Linked DNA regions of Mus musculus: region 2 is linked to region 1. Evidence: chromatin contacts called from public promoter capture Hi-C data. All regions are on one chromosome and are shown on one strand. Each heading gives the region's core, a stretch centred on a gene start, on an enhancer-like site or on the middle of the called end of the contact. The rest is flanking DNA. Distances are from core to core; before and after follow the strand shown.

Region 1 (4,138 bases), core at 923-3,422:
GATCTCCAGATCCTGCACTTGTGAGGCCCTGAGCTAGGTACAATATCCCCAGTGACCAGGAAAACTGATAAACACAAGGTGTGCTATCAGGTGACACACCTGGGTGCCTCCCCAGCAACTCTGACCCCCCAGGAGGCTAGTCCTACCTGGTATCATCCTGGCAGGGACTGCAGAGTGCCGACAAGGCTCACCAGGATAAAGTTGGGTCTGAGAACAAAACTCAGCCAGAGGTGGTCCAGTTTCTGCATTGATCCATGTGCATCAATTATAGGGCACAGGAAAGTGAGCACTTGTACAAGGTTCGATGGTTTCCAGCCGAACAGTGGCATCCCTACTGCACACGACACAGTGAGCTTGTTCTTTAGTCCCAGGCCAGAAAACACCTGGCTTGGCACCTTCCCTGGGCAGCTCTGAGCTCTGGGTGCTATATATGATCCATGTCCAGATAATCACAACCCAAGGTTCCTTGGTTCAAAATGGGGGTTGAACCCCAGGCCTTTGGGTTCTTAGCAAGGGCTCCACACTGAGCTACAACCATATTTTCTTTTGCCCCTTCTTTCTTCCAATTAATTAATTAATTAATTAATTAATTTTGAGACAGGGTCTCTCTACAGAGTCCTGGAACTTACCATGTAGACCAGGCTGACCTCCAACTCAGAAATCCTCCTGCCTCTGCCTCCAGAGTGCTGTGTTAAAGGTGTGTGTCTAGAACTCCTTATTCTCCTGCCTCTGCCTCTCAAGTGCTGGGAAGACAGACCCATGGCACCATGCCAGGCTTTGTAAAGTTTTAGTTTCTACAAACTGGCTAGATTCTGCCACGGTCAAACTCCTTTGGCCTACTCACATCAGATCCAGACAACCCCTACCAACCATTCTGTCTAGTGACAGAAAAACTAGGACATGATAGTTTGTAAGTTCGTCAGGACCAGGCCTGACAACTTGAATCTGATCCCAGGTATCCACAAGGTGAAAACTGTCCTCTGACTTCCATACACGTGGCAATGCACAACACACACACATAAATAAACATTAGAAAATAAAATAAGAGAAGGAAAACTTGTCCCAACTTAATTTGTTGGTGACTTGCTAAAATGGAACCAAAGACATCACCTACCACCAATCCCAGAGTCGGAATCATAACAGAAAAGAACAGTGGACGCCAGAGGGATGTGGCGCTCAGGGACAACAAGCAAGAGATTATGTGGTGATATCGCCCCATTCACACACACATCTGCTGTCTGAAAGGTGAGTGCGGGATGCTAGGTGCTAGCCACAGGACAAGGCTGACACCTTGACTTCCTTATTTGACAGGAAGCAGGAGGATGCCACGGTCCAACCACGTCATCAACCTGGTCAGCTACTGGGAATCCCGCCTAGCCCAGGGCTTCTGCCAGAGTTACCTTGGTGCTCTGTTTCTCCTTCATGATGATCCGGGACAGGAGGACCACCCAGATGGGCATGGTGGCCTTGACTGCAAGAGAGGAAAAGGCACTCAGTGGGCAGTCCTGGCAACCTGCACACCCGACCCTGAACCTTCCTTCTGTAAGGCTTCCTCTCGATCCCAATAGCTGGAGTCAATTCTGCTAGGCGCTCGGTAAACTCCTCAGACCTTTTCCAACGTGAGAATCCGACGCACCTTGGCGGCGTCTCAGTCAGACGGCCCGCGCACTCGTACCCACACTTCGAAGCCCCAGACAGCGCGCAAAGCCCGCCTCAGCACTTACCGGTGTGCGCGTAGGAGACCGGCACCTTCCAGATGCTGACGTGCGCCGACACCGACGCGAAGTACTTGCCAAAGGCAAGCGGCAGTACGTAACGCGGATAGAAGCGCGGCGGCAGCAGCGGGCCGGACGCCGGATGCGGGCCGGGTCCGGGGCCCGACACGGGTGGCGCGGGCGGCACGCGCCAGGCGCGCAGCAGCGGCGGCAGCCCCGCGCACAGCGCTAGGATGTGGCACAGCGACACGGTGACCGGGAACGGGAAGGCGCTCAAAATCACCTTGTTGACCACGTTACCGCCCGCGCTCAGCGCGTACCATAGTAGACACAGCACCGCCACCCGCGCACCCTCGCGCGCCCCGCCGCCGCCACCCGCGCCCGGGACCCCTGCGCCCGCGCCGGGACCCGCGGTTGCCGCCGCCGCCATCCTGCCCGAGCGGCCGCCCCTTCCCGCCGGACGACCGCCGGACGCGGGCAGGGGGCGGGACAGCCCTGGAGGGCGCGCCGGCAGACGCCGCTCACCATTGGCCCCTGGCCCTTGCGTCATCGCCGCTCGCCATTGGCCACCGCCCCATACGTCATCGTCGCGCGTCCGCCGACGCGCCCGTACACGTCGTCGGCGAGGGCCCTACCCTCACTTAAACGCTTTCCGGGAGGGGGCGGGGCTAAGCCCGGAAGGCGGGCCGTAGGGCCCGCGGGTGGGTTAAGCGCGTTACGTTCTCTCCGGTGACTGGCAGGACTCCGTGGGAGGTGCCGGGCGACGCGGGCCCGCCCACTTGAGGCTGTGGAAGCCGCGTGCCTGGGGCGTAGACAGGGCTTAGATCTTTTAGAAGAAAAGAAACCGATTGCGGTAAATCCTCTGGACTACGCCGGGTCCTCGGAAGCTGTGCGGTAGGTGTCAATTTCCCCTCACAGACCAACCGAGAGAAATCCAGGGTTAAGTGTCTCCTGCGACAGTGTCTTAAGAGCTCAGCTGACCGGTACGATGCTGGGCAAAACCACGAAGGCAGGACTAGACTTACAAAACTCGATTCCCAAGATCGTGTGCTTTTAAGTGAGGGAGAATAGTTGTTCGCGCTCCTTAAAATGTGTTCATTTATGGAGGCGGGCACGAGCGTGTGTATACACATATTGAGGTCAGACGAGTTGAGTCTTTTGTCTCTTTTCTACCATGTGCATCCAGGAAAAGAAACTAACTCTGGCAGCAAGCGTTTATTTGCTGAGCCATCTCGCCAACCTCAATATTCTCCTTTACAGCGTCTCCTTGAATGCCAGGGTGTCTTTCTACCTCACCTATGTTTTGGTTTGCTTTTCTCTGTGTAACAGATTCCTGGCTGTCATGGACTCGATTTGTAGATTAGGCTAGCTTCGAACTCAGAGATTTGCCTGCCTCCGCCTCCTGAGCACCATGCGTAGCTACTCACCCGTTCTTCAAGGTAGACTGTGTTGTACCCTGGGGTTTGCTGGATACTCATCACACATGTGGCAGTCCTTGTGGATCTGAGTAGAAAATGGCCTGGTCCCTCCCAAAGCAGGAGTTTAAGAATATGGTGATAGGACGCTGGGCTTTGTACCCTAAGGCCTTTGTCACAAACTAAATACAAGAGGAATTAGGATCTTTGGACAGAGCAGTGTCAGATGGCCCCACTGATGTGTTTTGGTTGCTTTTATTTCATATTGGATTTGGCCCTGGCAACTCTGGAAGCTTTTTCATTTCACAACAGGTACATGTACTCAGGGCAACCCAGCTGTGGTTTCACCTCCTCAAATGGCCCTGTAATGGGGAGTGGGGCCATTCTGCAACAAACCTCAGAAATTCCTACTGGCTCTGAAACGGGTTCTGGGTTGGCTTTGGTACCAACCAGACCAGGAGGTATGTTCTAAGACTTAAACCATGAAGCTGCTGTTTTATGAATAACTGTTATCTTTGAAATTAAGAAGATATGGATGAGTGAAAAAAAAATACTAGACACCTAATCTTGGCTTAATTGTGTATGTGGGAGAGAGGGGGTAGATCATTACTATATAACGAAGGTGACATCTTAGTGGACACCTGTCAGGTATGGAGGCAGCCTTGGGTCTGCCTGCAGCTGCTAGCCCAGGGCTAGGGCCAGAAAATAGTTATGTACATCTGGGCCATGCAATCTCCCTGATGGGCAGGGAAGGTGTACACCATGTCACTAAGAGGCTCCTCTAGGTGGGTGACCAAGGGGATGTTGTTGACCATGAATCAATGAAAAGCAGATAGAGAGGCCCTGCCTGCCGCTACAAAATAAAGCTAAAGGGATGTCACCAAGGCTGGCATAGTAGGTATGGATGTGGGCTCCAGGCACTTACCCCTGTAGGAAAGGCCAGATTTAGCTATACATGTGCAAATGAGAAATGATTCCAAAACTGGTTTGTGCAAATATTTTTTTTAT
Region 2 (4,138 bases), core at 664-3,163, about 33 Mb after region 1:
CCAACATACCCAATCTTCAAGGTATCTTTACTATTTAACAGGTACTTTAAACGGAACATACCCATTGTATAAAAATGTGCGCACACACACACCCCAGAATAGCATGGGTCACTTGTCACTTTCTTAAAAATCTTCATAAATATCATATTAGAAGAGATGCCCTAGACATACACACACACACACACACACACACACACACACACACACACACACACACGAGAGAGAGAGAGAGAGAGAGAGAGAGAGAGAAAGTTGGTCTGGGAGGAGTTTGGGTGTGTGGATAAAAACATGATCAAACTACATGGAAGTGTTTTAATAAAAAAAAAATTAAAAACAGAAGAAAAGCTTGTCAGATGTAGTGGCACATGTCTGTAATCCCAGCACTTGAGGCTGAAACAAGAGAATTGTGAATTCCAGGCCAACCTGGGCTATGCAGCAATACCTGTCTTTAAAAGCTTTAAACAGAGAGGAAAAAAAAAAGGGAAAGAAGAATAAAAGAAAGTCAGCACTAGCAAATCTCTACAAAAGAGCAAACCTCCTCTCTCTCCTGGAACTAAGCTTTTTCTGTAGTTGTTGCTGTCTCTGAAGTCTACTGCAGCTAGCTCACTGTCTGCATGGCAGATCTGAAGGCTTTATCTGGGTTTTCCTTTCTATAATGTGCAACTGTGCTTCCAGAACCCAGAACAGTCCCTGATCCAGCACTGTAATCCACTGTGATCCATGGATGAACCTGAGTCCTTGTAAGAACTAAATCATGGAGCTGGAGAGACTTGCTGCTCTCCCTGAGAACCCAAATCCAGTTCCTAGTGTCCACGCAGGCTAACTCCAGCTGCAGGAGACCCAAGGCCCTCTTCTGGCCTCCACGGGCACATGCATATACCCATACCCAGAAATAATAAAAATAGACCTCTAAAGCAAAAATACTATAATCATTCCTTTCGCAAACTTAGATACCCTGTTTAGACTCCCCCCACCCCCACCCCGGCATCCTCCTCCTTCTCGGAGTCTTCCTCCACCTTACCTAGTGATCGGCTGCTTAAAAAATGACTTCTAGTCTCAGATCTCATTCACCCTCAAACTGTATACTTTTCTGGATGTCTACTGACCACTATATGGGCCAGTTCTTCCATTTTCCCTTCGTTCATTCCACCTACCTCCACGTAATTACCAGAATTCACCTGTTTCTTTCACGTCTCAGGTTCTTCTGCCAAGAATTCTTTTGCCAATGTGTCCCTGGAGCAACCTCTTAACCATTTTTTTCAGGGCCCGGTTTAGGCCTCACTTTCTCTGGGAAGCCTTCCCGATGTGTAAAGGGTCCCAGGGTCTTGATGGCTTCTTGACAGCCCTAGGCTGTCATGGCTGGAGGCTAGATCCATATTTCCCCACCGTGCCCTGAACTCCCCGAGGTCAGGAAGGGTCTGATTCACCCTCTCGTCCCACGCACTCACTAGTTGCAGAATGAATGAATTCAGGGTGAGGCTGGAGTCCCTGACTGCTGAAGGCGGGGTCTGGTGACAAATGAGAGGGTGTGGCCCACACCAATAAGAACCCCTGGAAAGAGATAACGTGGGAAAACAACCAATAGGAACCAAGAGCTCTGGGAGGGCGTGCCCTGAAGACAAATAAAGGGCGTGAGACAGGGTGAAGGGCGTGCCCAATGGAGGGCGGAGCTAGGAGACAATGGACTTGGGGGAATTCCCTGGTAAATCAAGAAGGGTGAAGTCTTAGTCATATTTAGTCTCGGTTTTTGGAGTGGGGTAGGGGTTCGGTCCGCGTGCCGCGCCCCCACCTGATCACGCCTCTTTTGCTGCCCGCAGTTCCTGCTCCTCAAAGCCGATCGCTGGCCGCCGAGACCATGGAAGCCCGCGCCAAAGACACGCGCACTCGGGCGCGCGCACGCTCACACGAAGACGCAAGGGCCACGTCCGTCTCCGCCGTAGGGGGCGTGCTTAAGCTCGCTGTGGGCGGAGCCAAACGTGCGAAGAGGGGCGGGATTCGCTGCCACCCTGCGCCCCTGGACCGCGTCTGGTCCTAGACTTCCCCCTCTTCAAACTTCCGCGCTTCTAAAGCGACTGGCGAGGGCGATGAAACCATTTACTGCTTGCCGGTAGTAGATACATAGGAAGTGAGTACTCCACGGGAGCCCAGGGTTCGGGGCACGCAGTCCACAAAGAGAGCAGATGTCTGCATAGGTGAGATGCTGCCAGAATACTAGGATTCAGCCAGGATTATAGATGTACCACTGTGCACGGACCCCTAATTGCACTGTTGCTTTCACCGGCGCGCCCCCAACACATAGATTCAGACGTGTCGTAGACGTGGCTTTATTACGCAAACAGATGGGTGTCAGGAGCAGGGACCTGAAGGGAGGCAGGAGGACAGGGAGGGCGTAGGCGTCGGTACCAGGCTGAAGAGCGCCCGGCGGCCAGTGGACGGTGAGGGCGGTGGACCCGCCTGCAGCGAACTGAGTGCTGCCTGACGATGCTCTCGGGACACGTCTCCGCGCAGGTCCAAGAGGGCAGAGACGTGATCCTCGCTGCAGGAATACCACCACGTGCGTCAGCCCAGCCCTCCCTCGTCCTCCTGGGCCGTTCCTCCCCTGTCCCCTTCCTCGCACCTCACGTCGGGAAATTGCTGCCTCAAGCCTGCCACCTCGAGGCCAAGCAGTGTGGGGTCGTGGAGGTTGAGCAGTTCCCTCAGCGCGAGCAGGACGGGCGCGCAGTGAGCGCTCTCTTCCAGGCCCTGAACACATGGGAACAGGGTTTCCAGCGGGCCCTCGGCTCCCACCCAACTACAGAGATCCTCGACTGTCTGCCCTCCCAATGAGCTCTCACCAAACCAAGGAAAAGCTCTTTGAGCTGGGCAGCATCCTGCCGAAGTCGCTCAGCCGCCTGGCTCCGCTCGTCCGTACCGCGGCACACTAGGCGGCCCTGCATCAGAGCCCTTAGGTATTGTAACACCACGGTTCGTTCCGCCTCTGCCAGCAGCAGCTGCAGGACAGTAATCAGTTTGAATATAGGGTCCCACCAGCACAACCCCTTCCCCAGCTTTCCTCTCCTCGCCCTACCTGAACACCAGGCTTCCGTACGCGCCAGAAGTCCTGGCAGAAGTGCGACGTCTGCTCACACACACCATCTAGCAACTCAGAACTCAATAGCCACCGGCGCGAGGGCAGAGCGGAGAACAGGGGCTAGGGAAAGCATAGCACAGACAGGGCTAGGGAAATGATCCGGATCCCGTAGAGGCCACCATAAATAGACCGTGTTTCTCCCTCACACTACCAATCTAGACTGGGATGGCGACCTCACCTGGAGCTCAACCTGCAGTACTTCCAAAACCAGGCGGCAGATCCTCCTTTGTACGTCGTCCAGCGCAGCTTCCACTGGAGCTAAGACCCCGGAAGCTTCCCCGTCCGGCAGCAGGACCGAGACCGAAGATCTGGACCAAAAAGTGTGACTTCAGGACCAAGGCCAAGGCTCGCATGGCCCTCTAGGATTCATCCACTCTGGCGCCACCTTGTGGTACAGTGTCTGGTGGGAGCTGGGGCGGAAAGGGCGGCTCTGAATTTATGAAGGGCTCAGGTATTCTGTAAGGCTAGGAAGAGTATGCCCAGCGGACTTGCCTCTAATGTAACCTCAAGTTAAGTTATTCTTCCTTTTATTTTGTTTTAGAGGGGAGCTCTTAAAAGAGTAAAAATTCCCCGCATGTATGTCTGTCCTCTCTGCACACCACCAAGAGCATAACACTCAAGATAAGCCAGGCCTGGTGGAGGCTGACGAAAGAACGACTGCTCTTCCGAAGGTCCTGAGTTCAAATCTCAGCAACCACATGGTGGCTCACAACTACCAGTAATGAGATCTGATGCCTTCTTCTGGCTTGTCTGAAGGCAGCTACAGTGTACTTATGTATAATCATAAATCTTTGGGCCTGAGCCAGGCGTGGTGGTGCACGTCTTTAATCCCAGCTTGGAGGAAGGCAGAGGCAGGCGGATTTCTGAGTTCGAGGCCAGCCTGGTCTACAGAGTGAGTTCCAGGACAGCCAAGGCTACCCAGAGAAACCCTGTCTGGAAAAAAGAAAAAAAAAAAATCTTTGGGCCTGAACAAGCGGAGTTGACTGGAGTGAGGGGGTGCTGACCAGG

Evidence for each region. Promoter capture Hi-C pulls out the DNA fragments that hold promoters and counts their contacts.
Region 2: a contact with region 1 is called in a promoter capture Hi-C map of cranial neural crest. The contact joins the promoter of 4931428F04Rik here to the promoter of Slc35e1 in region 1. A contact is called at or near these places in 2 of 39 promoter capture datasets (the HPC-7 cell line and cranial neural crest) and 1 of 9 other capture datasets (pancreatic islet).

The regions. Positions count from the first base shown.
Region 1 is chr8:72,490,442-72,494,579 of GRCm38.p6, forward strand. It overlaps Slc35e1 (solute carrier family 35, member E1), which reads right to left and starts at 2,173. Exons shown (of 6, transcript NM_177766.3): 1 at 1,725-2,173; 2 at 1,401-1,471. The coding sequence starts at 2,145. Med26 (mediator complex subunit 26) reads right to left here. Exons shown (of 3, transcript NM_027485.4): 3 at 4,117-4,138.
Region 2 is chr8:105,287,615-105,291,752 of GRCm38.p6, forward strand. 4931428F04Rik (RIKEN cDNA 4931428F04 gene) reads right to left here and starts at 1,914. Exons shown (of 8, transcript NM_028888.2): 1 at 1,790-1,914; 2 at 1,155-1,551. Exoc3l (exocyst complex component 3-like) reads right to left here. Exons shown (of 14, transcript NM_177788.5): 10 at 3,309-3,438; 11 at 3,068-3,190; 12 at 2,835-2,990; 13 at 2,618-2,742; 14 at 2,309-2,536. The coding sequence ends at 2,347.